5 separate regions of the Mus musculus genome follow, and all the other regions are linked to region 1. Evidence: chromatin contacts called from public Hi-C data. All regions are on one chromosome and are shown on one strand. The core of a region is the stretch at or near the end of the contact, and the rest is flanking DNA. Distances in the headings are between cores, read along the strand shown. Region 1 has its middle 51 kb from the start of Gm30113. Region 2 overlaps Pvt1 (Pvt1 oncogene). Region 3 overlaps Pvt1 (Pvt1 oncogene). Region 4 overlaps Pvt1 (Pvt1 oncogene). Region 5 has its middle 260 kb from the start of Pvt1.

Region 1 (3,300 bases), core at 432-2,931:
GCCAATTGTTATTCATACTCACTCTACTGAATGTCTACCTCTTATTATAGTATAATTTATTACACTTGTATGATCAACTTTTCAATCTTCCCCTTCCCCATCTTCCCAAGCCTACAGGAACCGGCATTTTATTGTAACTTTCTATGAGATCGATTCTTTTAGACCTCTATGTATGAGACAGATCAGAAATGGTACTTGACTTAGTTCATTTGATAGTATCACTTCCATGTTCTACCCATAGTGTTACAAATGACAGGAAAACATCTTCTCTTATAGCCAAATAATATTTCATCATACCTATGTATCACACTTCCTTCATCTACTCATCTGTTGATGGATGTGTGTGTTGTTTTCACTTCTCAGCTATTGTCAATAGTGCTGGAGTAAGCGTGGGACAGTACACATCTTTTCAACATACTGATTTAATTTCTTTTGGATATGTACCCAGAGCTAGTATTGCTAGATCATATGGTGGTTCTATTTTTAATTTTTTCGAGGAACCTCCATACTGTTTTCCATATGGCTGGACTGATTTGCATTCCCACCAGCAGTGTGCAAGGGTTTCCTTTTCTCTACACACAGCACTAGTTATCTTTGGTCTTTTTCGTAATGGCCATTCTTGACTGGGTCGAGGAAACAACTCCTGGTGGTTTTGATTTGCCTTCCTCTGATGATTAATGACATAACCTTTACTAGTGTCCAATCATCTGGGAAGTGTATCCCTCTAGCACACCCAGGAAGACTGGAAGAAGCACAGAAACTTACCAGTTTACTTCTTCTGACTCTTTCCCAGACATAGATCTTAGATTCATGCTATTCTACACCCTTGCCACCCACTGTACTCCTTCCTCTGAATTTGGGATGGCAGCCTCAATAGTGTGTGTGTCTTTGAAAGTTAAAACTATGCTGAACATGGATAAAAGCTAACTGGACACAATTAATCCTTAATCATTATTTGAGATGCAAGCAGACACCCTAAAGTTCAGGAAGCCAGACTTCCTGGATATATCCTCCTTGGGAAGTACAACCAACACTCTTCCGTTTCCAAGTTTTCACAGTTCTGTTGCTGTGGGCACTCCTTTCTGTCTAGATGGTAATTGCTTTCACTTCCTGGGAGCTATCATCCCTGAAAAAGCGTTGCATCCTGACTCAGGATGCTGAGGGCGGTGGCATGTGTGTTACAGAAAAGGCAAAGAATAAATTGTTTATTGACTGTCTTAAAAAAAAATACACCAGATAGGCCTATGTACTTAGCAGATGGGCATCTGGACAGATGACAAATAATCATCTTTTGTTTGAAAATTAAAATAGAACCAATGGGGTAAAAGGTGTAGAAAATGCTCCCTTCTTATTTCCTGAGAGTGGAAAACAAACCCCACCCCGCCCCCACCCCTTTCACTTGTTCAAGAGAGGTCTGCACTTTGGAGCTAGTAAATCTGCTTGGCAGGTAATCTGCTACCCATCTGCCAGCTGCTTCGTTGGCAAAAGGCACATCACCATCGCCATGGCAACTCACAGGCAGGCAAAGGGCACGCAGGCCTGGCTGGAGGCCAAGGTAATCCGATGGCACTGGGCTTTGTTAATAGAAAGAGAAAAGCAAGTGGGCCAGAGCGTCTTGCCTCTGCCTTTGCCAGTAAAGGCTGGACGGGAGCAGAGAGCAGGGCTAATTAACCCGCTGGACCAGCTGTTGACTGCCTCTTGCCAAATCCGACAAGTGGCCAAGGTTTGTCTATTCCTAACCCTTGTCATCTTCCAGGGAGGCTGGACCCTGGGGGAACAAGAGCCTTTTCTCAATGATGTCATCTGAGTATTTGTAGAATTTCCTCTTTGTGGGAAAGTTTTCTGGCAAAGTATAAAGAGACTTGACTTCCCTCGGAAGACCCCGTTTCCTTTTGAATGTTGAAGCGATTTTTTCTAAATGAGAAACAAATCTGGGATTATAGGGAGAAGCAGGATGGTGGGGGTGGTGGGATATCCGTGCTTTAGGCCGTGCATTGTATTAGGAATCCCATCTGAGGCGCCTTTCATCCACCAACATTGCTTAAAAGAGCACACATCCCACAGAATGATGAGTACAAATGAATTGTTTTCAAAAGACCATGTCGTGAGGGAAAGGGAGCTCACACATATTAATTTCTTACGTTATGACAGGAAGGACACGTGTATGACACACCTGTACCCGAATGCAGAGACGATGACTTAAGTCTGCAAGGTCAGGGTTAAAACTGCACAGGGGAACACAGTTTCTTCAAGGTGGAGCTCACTAAAGCCTACATCTGATAAACAGCCTCCTTCTCTTCCCTTCTCCTCTTCTTCCTTCTCCTTCTAGTCCTCCTCTTCCTCTACATCATCATCATTTGCCTACACTAATAGTTCACTGATACAGGATTATTGATGTAATCATCCTGAAGAATGTTTTATTGCTTAAGGAAAAAATAACCTGACAAAATATTTTTATGAATCAATCAGCATGCTAGTGATAAAAGATTTACAAAGCTAAAGAACCTAGCTCGGCATCAATTTTATTTCAGATTATAATCCTACATTGTGTCTTATGCATGAAGCATTTCGTGTGCGTTGCCATTATAATGCAAAATACATGTTCTAATCCCATTTTGTGAAGAAGGCAATTAACATGTAGGAAGCATAAAGAAGACATGTAAAAATAGAGTACAAGACAACAGACTGAGCCACAGTTGAAAATCTGGACTATGACAGCTACATATGTTTGCAACCTTAAAGCCATAACAAGTGGAACTCAGTCTATAGAAGGGAGAAAAAAGGATTCCCATGATTGAGAAACTGAATGAACATGAGAAAGGGCAGTGGAGACAGTAAAACAGGCTGACCCTTTGCCCCTGGAAGTCCACCCACAATCAGGAAACACGAATGTCTGATCTCTGAAGCTAGATTATTTTTTTCCTGGATAGAAATAGTACTTCCAGTGGGAAAGTGGTCATGATGGAGAGGGAAAGAAATTCTAGGGTTGTCTGTGGCCTTGGCTTGTAACATTTACAGCATTTATCACTAAGAAAAAAGCAAGTTGTAGGTTATCACAGAGCAGACACCCACTTGAGAACAATTATTGTATCACTGTCATCTCACTTAATGCTTATGTTGTCTCCATGAGATCAGAACTAATGTTTTATAAGTTCCCTGACATCTATGAAGAACTGAGTTGCAGAACACAGTGTAATGACCTATGCTAAGGACAAGCTTAGCATAGGCATCTTTCTTTCCCCTGTCTCATTGTAATCCTTGCTTTCTTGGATACACCATGCAGATCCTTACAGTTCCAAG
Region 2 (3,300 bases), core at 494-2,993, 820 kb before region 1:
TCTGTCTCATAGGATTGAGATTTTTCCTTGAGTTTATTAATATAGCCTGGTCTACAAAGTGAGTCCCAGGACAGCCAGGGCTATACAGAGAAACCCTGTCTCGGAAAACAAAAACAAAAACAAAAAAAAACAAAACAAAAAAAAAAAATATATATATATATATATATATATATATATATATATATATATATATAAAACAATTGAATGGTATACTTTGCAGCATCTCAGCAAGACGAGGAGGTAAAGCCAGAGAACCAAAACAAGGCTGAGTAAAATGAGCTGAGGCCATTGGCCATTCCTTATTATCAGGAAGACATAGGTGACTACCTACCTTTCTCAACTTCTGGTCCCTTCCTCCCTCCCTCCCTCCCTCCCTCCCTCCCTCCCTCCCTCCCTCCCTCCCTCCCTCCCTCTCTCCCTCTTTTTTCTTCCTTCCTTCCTTCCTTCCTTCCTTCCTTCCTTCCTTCCTTCCTTCCTTCCTTCCTTCCTTTCTTTCTCTCTCTCTTTCTCTCTTTCTCTCTATTTTTGAGACAGGGTCTCTAAGTAGTCCTGGCTGTCCTTGAGCTTGCTATGAAGGCCAGGCTAGTCTCTAACTCAAAGATTGTCCTGCCTCTGCCTCTCAAACACTGGGGCCAAGGGTATGTGGCCACCATGCCCAGCCTTAAGTGAATGACCTGGATGCTCTTTGATAGTGATCCCTCCAGGGGCTTGGCCCGCCTTTGCTCTAATATAGAGCATGCTCTTCAGCTTGTAGGGCAATGCTCTTGTGACTTTGCCAACCTAGAGGTTGCTGAGAAAGAAAGCAAGTTTCTCACTTCTCCTGGAAGTCTGTATGGAAGAGCTGCAGCAGGAGCTGCACAGGTCCCATAAAGAAGGAATAGAATAGAGGGACTCTGCGGGAGGGGAGGGGCATGCTGATGTAGAGGTCTCCACAGTATATCTTGACTCAAGCTGGTTGTGACAGAAGCTTTCTGTAGGGGTGTATTTGCTGGGCTGAGTAACCAAAGTTGAGTTCTAATAAATAAAGATGAATGAAGAAGGAGGGAAATGTGGGAGGTTGGGGATGGGGGTGGTACAAGATACTCTCTGAGTCTGTGTGCCATTCAGAGTAATTTACACTGGGGGTCCCATTGTGCCCTTGGGCCCAGGCTCTATTTTGCCCCTTTGTTCCCTGTTCTATCCTAGCAGGGATGCTTGCTGACTTCCTGGCCATCCCCACCCCTTCTTGGGTCCTGGATCCTGCTTCCTTTCTCCCCCGCTTCACAATGATCTCATCCCAGCCGGGAAATGGGACTTTTGTTGCCCCTGCCTATTTGGCCTGGCCCAGTGTCAGGCCCATCACGTGCCCCTGCTGGGATACCGAGTGTATGAATCTCAGGCAGTGGGCAAGGCTGGCAGGGGAGGGCATTCCTCTGGACTGAGCTGTGCTGGTAGCTTGGCACACCCCCCCCCCCCCCTTCTAGAAGTGACTCAAAAGCTTTTCTGCATGCTCTTCTAGTGGACTGCTGAGTCATTCTCTGAGTCACAAGTGGTACAGCTGTGTACTCAACAGTGAGCCCTTGTGTGGGACCCAGATGGGCTGTCCTGACTCTTGGGGCATTTAAAGGCAGTTCACACTGGCATTTGACCCTCTCTGTCCTCCTCAAGGACTCTTTTACCCTGATTCCTTTCTAGGCCTATGTGTGTAGGCTAGGGAGTGATACACACCTCGGGCTGCCAGCTAGGATTCAGAATCCAAAAGTTCAATTCAAGTCAGCAGCTGGCTGACAGGCAGGGAGCCAGGGCGGTGATTAAGCAAGCTGGGGCAAGAGTGAAGTAGGGCAGATTCCTGGGCCCTAGGTGCGTCTCAGGAAGATCAGCCAACTTTCTTGTATCGTGCGTGTTTTGGGAGCATCCTGAAGCTACCTTGAGAATTCAATCTTTTTTTTTTTTTTTTTTTTTTTTTTTTTTTTTTTTTTAGTGAACAAGTGGAAGAATTCTTGTGTATTAAATCTCACTGTCCTTATACCCATTTGGTGTTTGAAGGAATGGGGTCTAGTAGATGATACCAGTTCAGAGGCAGAGTGAGAAGCATAAGTCAGAATATCAGAGTATCTAGAATTTGATGCTCAGACCTGCCTGACTCAGTTTAGCACCCCTCCCCCAAACCCCCACCCAATCTGGTTGCCTCGAGTCTTCCTCTTAAGGCAGCTGTCCTGTAGTGCAGGAAGCCAACTCCCAAGGTAAAATGTCTTTAGACAAATAAAAATGTCTTTAGAAGGCCTAGGCTCTCTATGGGGTGAGACTGAATGCTGAGGCCCGATCTGGCCTCTGATAGAGGAGGGCTTTCAACTGTTGGGGGCAGGGAACAGCTAGGAGCTTGGCAGGGAGGACTCTGTATATACTGTATCTGTCCGGTAGCACTGGAGATAGAGCCCTAGCTGACCCTGAGTGGAAAGATGGTTGGTTGCATAGTTGTGCTAGCACAGGACATACTGCAAGGGTTTGGGCTCTAGAACTTTTCCTCTGCTCATGTGGCTTTGGTGGAGTCACCTCTGCCGGCTAGTGCTAGTTCTAAAGCCTAACCCATCCTTTGGGAAGGAGTCTGTTTTATGGCTTCCTAGGTAAGGCTGATGACCCATGTGTTAGTGCTGATGTGAGCCACTTGTGGAAGTGGTCCAGTGTTCAGCCACCACTTATCCACTGGGGCCAGATGGGCTAGACCTCAAAGATCTGTAGGGCAAGATGGAAAACAGTCATCCTTTGAATTCACCAGGAACCTCATGACTAGAGAGATGATTAGGAGGCCATTGTTACCTTCTATGGAAGGTGATGAGTGAGCTGGAAAGAGCTTTGGGTATGGACACGCTTCGAAGGCGGGCATTTTGAATAGTAGCATAAAGGCAGATGGTGATGGGGAAATTTCTAATAGAGTGTTGCTGTAGAACAAGGTTGTTCCCAACCTTCTGATCCCCCCTTCCCTGTCTTCCTAGTGCAGTTATAGGCTATGCCACCAGATTTCTGGTTTTGATAGAAGCTTTCAGAACTCTCTTGTGTCCAGGAATGATTCATTTTCTAAGGACATCATCCAGCATTGGGGCCTTTCAAAAAGGATGGCCATGTGAGTAGTTTTTCACAAACTGATGTACAACAGTTGCCTCTGTGATCTGGACCTACCTTTTTGATCCTTTCCTTTTTTCTACCTCGGGATTCATTTTTAGTGACACTATAAAAATATATCCTATTATGTTTATTTTATTTATGTGTGCACGTATGAATTCGTGTGTGGCAAGGCAGTGTTGGCTCACGCCTTTAATCCCA
Region 3 (3,300 bases), core at 503-3,002, 680 kb before region 1:
ACTGTAGGGTGCATGAATGAATGGCATAAATGAAATAACAGACAGGCTGGGGATGGTGTTGAGAGGCCACCCTGGCTAGTTATCTGGGCTTGTGTTTCCGGGGGTCTTATCCCCTCTTGTCAGATTCGGGTCCAGGACAACGGTTCTATTGTTCACAGATAGCATAGCCTATCTGAATGCCTCTCTGGGCAGCCCTCTGTCACACCCTGAGCTCCTGCCCTATCTCTGGCCCCACCTGGTCCCCTTGCTGACACCCGTGCGGTGGGCCTGAGGAAAACTTTCATGTAGCCGGCATGACTGCTCCTTGATCTCTTTTCCCCTGTGTAAAAATTCATGGAAGAGTGCACCTGAGTCTCCTTCACTCTCTGCAGTTGCAGGAGGCCTAGATAATAGCTTCCATAACTCCTCAGTGTGACTATCAAACATACAGCTTAATCTCAAATATGGACGTTGTCTGACAGGTCCATTCCTATTCCACTCTGCCGTGGGATAAGCTGAGGTCCCCAATGACATCAAGGTCACATGACAGTAGTAAAAGAGACTGAAATTAGAACCAGCCATCCACCCTGACCCATCTTAGTCCTTTTTTCCATAAGTGGCCCACCCACAACACTAAATTTATTTCTCCTTTCTTACTTTCCTCACTTTCAAGTGGACCAAAGAGAGATTCTACAAATGTGATAACTCAGGATGGTTTTGAGTCTGTTATTAATTAACCGCATCTTGTATCCTTCATGTATCTGAAGGATATCTGAAAGATGTCTTAGGTACGGCCACCCTAAGGAGCTGAAGTAGCTCCTAGAGATTGCCTAGCGAAGGGCTGGGTAACTTCTCTCTTCAGTTTTATTAGCTGTGGTTATTGAATTGGGACATCTTTATAAAATGAAATGCTATATAGCTATTTAAAAGAGTCAGCTGGAAAGAAAAGTATATGACTTATGCACATATTAATTAGTTGAATTTAGACTTCTACAATGTGCATATATATATAAAATATGCCATATTATATATACCATATACCAATTATATATACCATAAATATGTGTAATTTTTATTTGTCAATTAAAATTGTTCAATTGTAGTTACTAATGGATCTTGGAGGCAATGCAGAACATGGTTGAAATAATCACTCTAAAGAATAGCACCAATCTTAGCCATGATGACTTGGCTTTTTTAAAGGAGGGTATAAAATAGCAGAGTGTGAGGTTCACTTCCATCTCCTCCTTAACACACAGCCACGGTCCCCCACATCAGCCATTCAATCTACTGCAGACACGGTACCCCTGTCATGTTCTGTTATCTCTGTCTCTTCGCTGACCTGTCAGTCTTTCATGAAGTCTAGTCTAGCACTGCTTACAGATACAGTGAGATTACCAGGGCCAAGCCAGAATGGACATGTAATGGATTGTCCAGGGATACGAATGAATGAACAAATGAATGAACGAATGAATGAATCAATAGAGAAGAGAGAATTTTCCCGCAATTTCTTTCTACCTTCTACTCCTTGAGTGCATGAAGCCAGTATCTAAGTCCCACTCTCCTCTCTCCCTCTTCTGGTCCCATCCCTGCCCCCTTCCTCTCCTTGAGTATCTTGACTCAACAAGGCTTCCTCATCCTTCCCAGGCTTCAGAGAAATCAGGAGCGGTGAATGATCGAAATGGACCTTTGAGATTACAGTGTGGAGCTGACATTGCCAGTTAAGCCTGGGCAGATCTGACTTAATTGATTTAGTTGTTGGAGCAGAGACAACCCAGAGGCTTGGATCAGCCTCCCCATCTGACAGTGTGCTGGTGAGTCAGATCTGTTGGGGTTTGAGTCTGTGCTCTGGGTACGGCTGCCTGGGTGACCTTGGCTGTGTTACTCACCCTTGTTGAATCTCAATTTCCTGATCTGCAAAAGAAGACTTAAGTGCGGCTTTGGAGGTCCTGGTGAGGATGAGCCTTGATAACGCTGGTGCAAATGCCCTTTAGAGACAGCAGGAGGGTGAAAGTGCTTATTGTGTGTAGAGTAGAGGAGGTTGCTGTCATTTCTCAGGGAGGAATCCCAAGGCCAGGTCAGAAGAGGTTATAATTTGACTCTTGTTCTGTTCGATGCACTTCTCAAACTGCCCAGGGTTTGCAGCTTAAGCGCATAAATTATCCTGCTCCAGCAGACCCTGTGTTCTGTAGTGAGCCATATGTTGGAGGAGATAGAGATCCTTATCTAGCAGAGTAATATTACCCAGCAAGGGATGACATTTCTTATCAGAGGCTGAGGAGTCAGAGATAGGAGCTTTTCTTTTCAATGGCTGCCAGACCTCTATGTCCTGGGCTGGCACGGTGGGTGGTGGGAAGGGCTTGATGCCTAGGAGTGGACAGCTGATGCTGTTGCAGGCATCAGCTGGCCTTCATCTCTTATGACAACCAGGCCTGCTAGGCTTGCCTTGTCAGAAGTGGGTCCTTTAGAGATTTTTGCATGTGGATGCTCTGATAGCGACTAGGCAGAGGGGAGTGAGAAAGGAAGAGGGGAACCTCATAATGGTGCAGGCCAACATTGGGTGGAGGCGGAGCCCCAGCCTGTGTCAGGCTCCCCTTTCTAGGAGCACAGGCAATCCCCTGCTGCATGGACAAAGCCTGGCTTTCTATGCAATGGCTCTGTAGGGTAGGGTATCTCTGTTCCTACTAAAACCAAGCTGTTGGAACGCTTCTATGCTCCTCCCAAGTCAGCTTCCTAGAGGCTCTGTGCCTTGTGCTCTGTCCTGGAAGTTGAGTTGTATGGATGCATCCACAGGGTGACTGAACTGTGAAATGCTCAGCTTCTATCGGGAGGACAGACCTGGAGTTTGTTCTCCCTCTGACACACTGCTGGTACTTTCCTAATTCAGACAGTATCTACACAGAAGGTCTACACAGAACGTGCCATCCCTGTGTTACTTGCCAAGTGGTCCCCTTAAAGCCTCAGTTTCTTTGTCTATAGCAGGATGAAGTGATGTCAGATCTTTCTATCTCTCCCATGACTAGTTTTGAGGGTCTCAATTTCAAGGCCATGGCTTTCTGAAGGAAAAGAGTTTATGCAGACCCCGAGACCTGTTCTGAGGAAAAGCTCACTGCAGATGGGGTACCATCATGGACCTGGTTGACTCCATGCTTTGGGAATGTGACTTGTATAAAAGGCCCACGATCAGGCTTCTTTCCTTCCTGATTTTTGGGAAGTCTTGTCCTGTCCTGTCCAGCTCTGCTCTCAAGTAATAATCTTGCTTCATCAAAAGGAAAGAGAAGTGGTTTTCTTTCTTCCGGGACCCCTTCCCATCAGCAGTTCCTC
Region 4 (3,300 bases), core at 396-2,895, 650 kb before region 1:
CAATGAATATAGCTTCTATCATGGTTCAAATCTGACATGTAGCCACCAATAGGCTTATGTGTAAACGCTGGTCCCCATCCAAGAGTGCAGCCTTCCCAGACAGATCATTCAGATCACTGGAGCCTTAGGGAGGTATTAGCTGTCTAGAAGAGGTTGGTTAGTAAAGATGTGCTTTGAACCGAGTCACCGGGCCCTTGCTTCCCTCTCTGCTTTCTGATCTGACAAAAGCTGCTGCTCACACCATGAATACCACCAGCCACTGTACCTCTTTCTCTTTTAAAGGTCGAAATCCGTTAAAATCATGAGCCAACAATAAACATCTCCTCCCTCAGGCTACTCTGCAGGTACTCTGTCATAGTAACACACCAATTAACACACCACCAGAGCCTACCCAGACACATGCACATACACACACAAACTCACACAACGCATCCCACCCCCAGAACAGAGGTCAGTATTGTATCACATGGATATGGAGACATAGCATCCAGTCCCTAACTTATTTTTGTTATAGTTCAAGGATAAAAGGATTGCCCTGCCCTTCAATGTTTGCACAAGGGAGTATGGATATTTTAATACACAATTATGCAAAATAAGGTGAAAGAACAGAAGGGCAAAAAATGCTGGAGTAGGAGGGGTGACCAGGGACTGAACACACATTCCTGTAAGACCTTTGGAACTACTGTTAGGCTTGAACTTTAAAGGTTTCATCAAATTGAAAGCACTGCCCAGGGCTGGGTTGGGTCCTTGTGGGAGCACACAGGAAACTTCAGATCCAAAGTTAGTTTCATCCCACAGTGTGGGAGATGTCAGAGGCTGTGAGCCTGAGATCCTACACAAGTTACACAGGAACTACAGGCAACTACAGGATGCTTGTCAGTTATGAACAGCTGTATCTCCATCCACAATGCCAGCCTAGAACCTGTGGTCCCATTTTACCAATGAGACAAGGCTCCTTAGTGACATGCTTATCTGTGTATATGCATTCACTGTGCCAGCTCCAGCAACCCAACCTCATGTGGCAGTCACTGGAGCAGCCTAGAGTCTCACTTACATTCTACTATTATATAGCTTAAGGGACCCGTGAATCCTAATTTCTCACTTGTAAAATGGATATTTTTTTAATCATTCCCATATTTTATGGTAATTGTGTATATTTATCGGTGTGGTAAGGCATCTCAATACATGCAAACGTACAATTGGGGTCAGGCTAATGAGTTGTCAATCATCTCAAAAACATCATTGTGTATGGAAACAGTCACAACCTGGCGGCTCTCTTGTGATATGTTGTAGCTCCTCTTTCCTGTATGCTGCCGCAGAATGCTGGAAGTTGTTTTTCCTGTCCACTCACACCAAGGGCTTTCTGATGGTTAAAAAGGTGTATACAAGCCCCTGGGCCCATGTGCCTGACACATTAATCCACTGTGCATGTTACTTACTGAGATTATTATTAGCCCAACAGGACAGGGAGGAGTATTGGGGGGGGGGGGTCCCTGGGGTGTGATCACTCCTGTTTACTCTTTGGATGGTGCCTGCCTGGCCAGGGATCATGAGTTTGTTTTTCTGGTACGGAGGTTGCCCTGGTGTTCTGGAGTGACCCCACAGGGCTGACTGAGCTCATTATACAAAGCTGTGTGCTGGGTCCTGTCCAGCTCCATCCAGCCCCGCCTCCTTGCCTGCTAAGCCTGTGTGCCCATGAGCCTCAGGGCTGTCCCTAGCTAGCATTGTTTGCACTCTGGAAAAGCGTGCAAACCTTTATTCAGAACCATCCCTAAGTCTGCTGGCAAATACAGTTTCTTTCCCCTTCTGGGGGACTAGAAGGGGAAAAGCTTAGGTCTTCAGTGGCTCCAAGACAATTCTTTTACCTTCTCCACTTTCTTTTTCCTACAGGCTCGGCTCTCCAGTGTGGTTTTCCAACAGGAGTCAAATATTAAAGGACATGAGCGTGTTGGGGAAAAAGATGGATAGTGCTAAACAGCCTGAGTTCATCCTCACTATCCTCTTCATAAGGAGAGCAAGAACAACCCCGGAAATGGCTCATGCTTAAGGTTTCTAACCACGGTCACACCTACAACACACTGATTGACAATATAGGTTACAGTACACATGGCTCTGCTATTTGCTTTTTGGTCACTTTGATATTCCCTGGTACCTGGGAAGAAGGAATCTCCGTTGAGGAGTTGCCTACATTTGATTAGCCCGTAGGCATGTCTCTGAGGCCTTTTCATAGTTGCTAATTGATGGAGGACAGCTTAGCCCACTGTGGGTGGTGCCATCTCCTGGACATGGGGTCCTGGCTTATATCAGAAGGGAAGCTAAGCATGCGCCTGGGAGCAAGCCAGTAAGTAGGTCTCCTCCATGGTCCCTGTCTCTGCTCCTGCCCTTAATTTCCTCAGCGAATGACTGATGCAAACATGTAAGCCAAACAAACCCTTCTTTCCTCTCTGTTACTGTTGGTCGTGGTGTTTATCACAGCAATAGGAAAAAACACTAGGGCAGTGACGTATAAGAGTGCACTGTGCCATTGTGAGGATTCAATATCCTTAGCGATCTTCAGAAAAAGTTTACTATGGTGCCTGGAGCATTGTTATTTGCAGAGATCCCTAGTGGCTCCTGGGCCTCAGTTTCCCTGTCTTCATTCTGTCTGTATTATATAAGCATGGTGTCCATAGCTCTAGCTCTTGCTTAATGATTCAACTGAGTAGGTACAACCATGCTGACCAGCCATGACATGTCCTGCCTGGCCATAGCCTGGAGTTGGACACAGAAACAGGGGCATAGCTGCCTACTGTGTGTGGCACAGTGTGTGTCAAACTCCTGGAGGCAGCCAGGCAGCCATCTCTATATTCTTCCTATCAGAATTCCTTTCACAGGTCCAAGCCATCTTAAGATGGATAAAGGCCTGGCCTTCAGGCAAGGCTATGCCTGTCAGTTCCGAATCTCCAGCTAAGTGGACTTGCAGCCCTCCCTGTCCTCTGGATGTCTGCATCATTCATACAAGGGACACGTTCTCTTTAGAGAAGAGCGTCTTCTGGGCTTCTCCCAGGTTGGAAGTGTCCTCTACTTCTTTCTTCCTGGCAAAAGCACTGGCCTAAGCAGCTCAGGAACAACCTACAATAGAGGGAGGGCCTCTTACCTCGGATGGAAGTGGAAACATAGTCTCCACGTTGGAACTGAGTCTTGGTTATGCTCTGAGAAGTAGCCTGGATTTCTAAGATCTCATGCTCATCGTTTTCTCTGGAGGCCCAACTCTGTTCTCATGAGCCCTGGCACGTTCCCTACCAGCATCTTTGTTTCCTA
Region 5 (3,300 bases), core at 210-2,709, 610 kb before region 1:
TATAGGGATCATCACCCTCACTCTGCAGAACAGAAAAATGAGTCCTAGCAAGGCTGGTCACCTGCAAACCTAAGCCTAAGTCATGAGGTAGATTTGAGTCTGTGTCACCCTAGGTCTTCAGTGTGGATTCTTCTATAAGACATCCTTTAGGGTTCTTAGGGCTGTGTACGTCAATCCCATTTTGTCTGCCATTTTTTTGGGGAAAACCAACAGAAGATGAAGTTAGAGCCAGAAAGGTGATGCTGTAGTGATAATGAAAACATCAGTCACATTAAGCATTTTTTTTTTAGGGGTGGAGGTGGGGTCAGGACCACCACTGACAACATTTTGTGCAGGACTAGCTTCATGCAGAGGATATACCCATACTGATTTTCATACTATTACTCCTCCTCCTCCTCCTCCTCCTCCTCCTCCTCCTCCTCCTCCTCCTCCTCCTCCTCCTCCTCCTCCTCCTCCTCCTCCTCCTCTTCTTCTTCTTCTTCTTCTTCTTCTTCTTCTTCTTCTTCTTCTTCTTCTTCTTCTTCTGGTTCAGGTTGCTACTGCATCCCTTCAACTGAGAGACCTCTTCAGAACTTTTCATAATCTTTTGATGGGAAACTGGGACATCCAGACATCAGGAGTATTTTCAACGCCCTCCGGTTGTGTTGGTAACACCTGCTCATGCATCATACTTCTTCACTGCTTCAGATCCTTACATTTTCTCCTCTTTTTTTTCCTGTCCCAGGACCTTTGTTCTCCATCTCTCCATCTTTGCTAACAACCCTTACCCCCAACTACTGGCCCCACATGGCAGCTTCCTGCTGACTCTTCAGTCCTTCACCTCAGAGTTTTCTACCCAAAGAAACCTTGATAGGACTCCTGTTTGCTTTCCTCTTCTATAGAGTCCTCAAAGAACCTAATCTATTTTTAGTTCTATCTTAGTTTGCCTACTCAGTGCCTAGTTTCTCTCTCGAGCTGTGTACTTTACAAGGAGAATAGTGGTTCCACAATCAGTCACAGTTTGGCCCTGTGTCAGGTTCTCAGAAAGTGAATATCAACATTAGATGGGAGGATTCAGCACTAAGCAAAGTATGGGAAAAAGAAAGCCCAGGAGTGAAGAAACGATTATTATCCTTTGGGGGACTTTGGGAACGAGGATATATATAAGGCAGGGTTTGGGAGACAAAGACAGCAATGTCTGCAGGCACAACTCTGAAGACCTGTGTACTTTCTAGCTTAGCCATTCCTGCAGTCACAGGTTCCCGTGCTGCTGCTGGGGCTGGAATGAAATCTCTGGGGATCTTAACCTTGCTTGCTGGGTGCAGTTGCCATGGAGGCTGCAGCCCAGCTGGAGCTTTTCGGAGCTGGCAGGTGGATCAGCCTGCAGCATTTTTTTTTTTCTTGCCTGGACCCTGGCAGCTCTCAGAGTTTCAAAGCTGGAACACGCTGACCAGAACACCATGACCTTTGGCACAATTTCCTCCTGTCTTCTCTTCTGCTCCCAAAGCAAGGGGGAGGAGCCCAGCTTCTTTGCTCTGGCTCTCGCTCCCTGCAGGACAGGTTTGTTTTAGGTGCAGGGAGGAGAGGAAAGGAAGAAAGAAGGGCACCCAGGTGGCTGTGCTGTGAGCAGCAGGGGTGCCAGATGGCTTTCTACCCTACTTGGAACTTGAGTCTTTGGTAAAGTGTGTCAGCCCATTCGATTTTTCTCACTTCAAACTCTGACTCTGTAGCCTGCTATAGGCGTAGCTGCCTGGACCCTGGCGAACTCAGATTAGGGTAACCTTCTGCCTTGCATCCTTGCCATCCAGCCTTTACAGTGCCACCTCCTTATGGATGAGCTGGATTTAAGTGGCAGTTATTAAGGACTTGCTGAGCCTTCGCTATTTCATCTTCAAATGGGGATAATAGAAAGTTTCTAGCACCATTTAGAAAATTAGAGTTAGTATGCACAACAGGCCTGGCATAGGCCGCAGGAATCAATAAATGACAGTTGACATCATTATTATACACCTCGTCTCATTTATCTTCATAGATTGATATCACTGCTTTAAAAATAATTTTTAAATTACACTTATTTGTGTGTGCATGCATGGTGTGTGTGTGTGTGTGTGTGTGTGTGTGTGTGTGTACCTGTACAATATGCCATGGCATAGTTGTGAAGATTAGAGTACAACTTGTAGAAGTTGGTTCTTTCCTTCCACCCTGTGGGTCCTGAGGATCAAACTCAATTTGTCAAGTCTGAGGGTTAGTGGCTTTATCTCCTTGGATGTATTTTGTGGGTGTAATATTATTAATTCTTAGCTGGGGAATATAGGTCTAGGAGACCCTATGGCCTCTATTTTCAAAGCTCAGAATAAAAAAATAAACATTCCTCCATTTCCAAGCTCTTTCTCTATGTGAACTTATAAACACCTTTCACTTTGTTTAATATTAAATTCCTCCTACCTGGTGTTTATTGCTCATCCTCTATGTAACTGACACAGGGCCAAGCTATGATGATCTAGCTATGAAAACATCACTGAACTCACCCTCATAGAGTGCATAGAGGTAGTGAAATTGTAATCATGAAGGAACTAAGGTAGAACTAAAAACCAGAATGGGTACTAGGAGGGAACAGAACAGTGGTAGGAATCATGCCTGTTCCACTCCATCTTGGACTCTTTTTATTTTTTCTGTCTCCCACTTTTGCCTTGGCTTACTTCCCTAAGAAATGGAAGTCCAATATAGTTTATGCAATTGGCTTCTAGAGTAAGTTTTGGGTTCTCCCAATGTCTATGAAATAACATAGAGTAGAAAGCACTGCCCGCATCTGTAGAGGATCTTACAAGGTGTTCTTATGTTAGTCATCTGTTTTTGAATTCATAGTCTCCCTCTGTAGCTGAGGATGTCTGCAGTTTCATAGGAGGGGTTTATTCCCTGTGAGTTTAGGCCTTATTAGGATATGTCTTATTTGAGTGGTGGGCAAATTTCTGGGCAATGTGCTTATGAGGCTGGCTTTACTCTCCACTCTACAATTTATGAGCTCATTCTGCGCGTCTCTCTTTGTCTATAAAATGAGGATAATTACAACAGTATGATAACAATTTGTAAAATCTGCTCATCACAGTGCCTAGCATATGGGAGAATTTGATCAATAATATATGGTAGTATTGGGCTCGAAATACCCATTTTCTGATGTTGGCTTTCCTTCTTTTTGGTACGGAACCTGAATAAATTTGTCTTACAGATATCACTAGAGAATACCAACAAAACCCCTTATCTCTTGGGTACTGGGTAGGGGTGCAATGTCTTAGGATAGATAAACAGAAGCAACAGGGCCCA

What was found. A called contact is a pair of places that touch in the nucleus more often than the background predicts.
Region 2: a contact with region 1 is called in a Hi-C map of liver, with 5 times the contacts expected there. The contact joins two enhancer-like sites. A contact is called at or near these places in 2 of 484 Hi-C or Micro-C datasets (liver and stem cell-derived neural stem cells) and 2 of 115 datasets of contacts at active chromatin or transcription factors (astrocytes and microglia).
Region 3: a contact with region 1 is called in a Hi-C map of the N1E-115 cell line, with 4 times the contacts expected there. The contact joins two enhancer-like sites. A contact is called at or near these places in 1 of 484 Hi-C or Micro-C datasets (the N1E-115 cell line) and 2 of 115 datasets of contacts at active chromatin or transcription factors (astrocytes and stem cell-derived neural progenitor cells).
Region 4: a Hi-C map of liver shows a contact between it and region 1, with 3 times the contacts expected there. The contact joins two enhancer-like sites. A contact is called at or near these places in 1 of 484 Hi-C or Micro-C datasets (liver) and 2 of 115 datasets of contacts at active chromatin or transcription factors (astrocytes and cardiomyocytes).
Region 5: a Hi-C map of liver shows a contact between it and region 1, with 3 times the contacts expected there. The contact joins two enhancer-like sites. A contact is called at or near these places in 1 of 484 Hi-C or Micro-C datasets (liver) and 1 of 115 datasets of contacts at active chromatin or transcription factors (astrocytes).

What each region holds. Positions count from the first base shown.
Region 1 is chr15:62,901,645-62,904,944 of GRCm38.p6, forward strand. No RefSeq gene overlaps it. Among named protein-coding and RNA genes, the nearest start is that of Gm30113, 51 kb to the right of the region's middle. RefSeq lists an enhancer at 1,050-2,256. Within about 2 kb of position 1,682, at least 78 of the 459 cell types and tissues checked have an H3K27ac peak or open chromatin away from gene starts, as enhancers often do. A contact at or near this core is called in the N1E-115 cell line, liver and stem cell-derived neural stem cells, where this site is marked.
Region 2 is chr15:62,078,063-62,081,362 of GRCm38.p6, forward strand. All of the region lies in intron 1 of Pvt1 (Pvt1 oncogene), which reads left to right. Among named protein-coding and RNA genes, the nearest start is that of Pvt1, 42 kb to the left of the region's middle. Within about 2 kb of position 1,744, at least 192 of the 459 cell types and tissues checked have an H3K27ac peak or open chromatin away from gene starts, as enhancers often do. A contact at or near this core is called in liver and stem cell-derived neural stem cells, where this site is marked.
Region 3 is chr15:62,221,114-62,224,413 of GRCm38.p6, forward strand. The region is part of intron 2 of Pvt1 (Pvt1 oncogene); the gene reads left to right. Among named protein-coding and RNA genes, the nearest start is that of Pvt1, 180 kb to the left of the region's middle. Within about 2 kb of position 1,753, at least 62 of the 459 cell types and tissues checked have an H3K27ac peak or open chromatin away from gene starts, as enhancers often do. A contact at or near this core is called in the N1E-115 cell line, where this site is marked.
Region 4 is chr15:62,256,531-62,259,830 of GRCm38.p6, forward strand. It overlaps Pvt1 (Pvt1 oncogene), which reads left to right. Exons shown (of 5, transcript NR_132747.1): 5 at 1,891-3,300. Among named protein-coding and RNA genes, the nearest start is that of Pvt1, 220 kb to the left of the region's middle. Within about 2 kb of position 1,646, at least 102 of the 459 cell types and tissues checked have an H3K27ac peak or open chromatin away from gene starts, as enhancers often do. A contact at or near this core is called in liver, where this site is marked.
Region 5 is chr15:62,294,017-62,297,316 of GRCm38.p6, forward strand. No RefSeq gene overlaps it. Among named protein-coding and RNA genes, the nearest start is that of Pvt1, 260 kb to the left of the region's middle. Within about 2 kb of position 1,460, at least 64 of the 459 cell types and tissues checked have an H3K27ac peak or open chromatin away from gene starts, as enhancers often do. A contact at or near this core is called in liver, where this site is marked.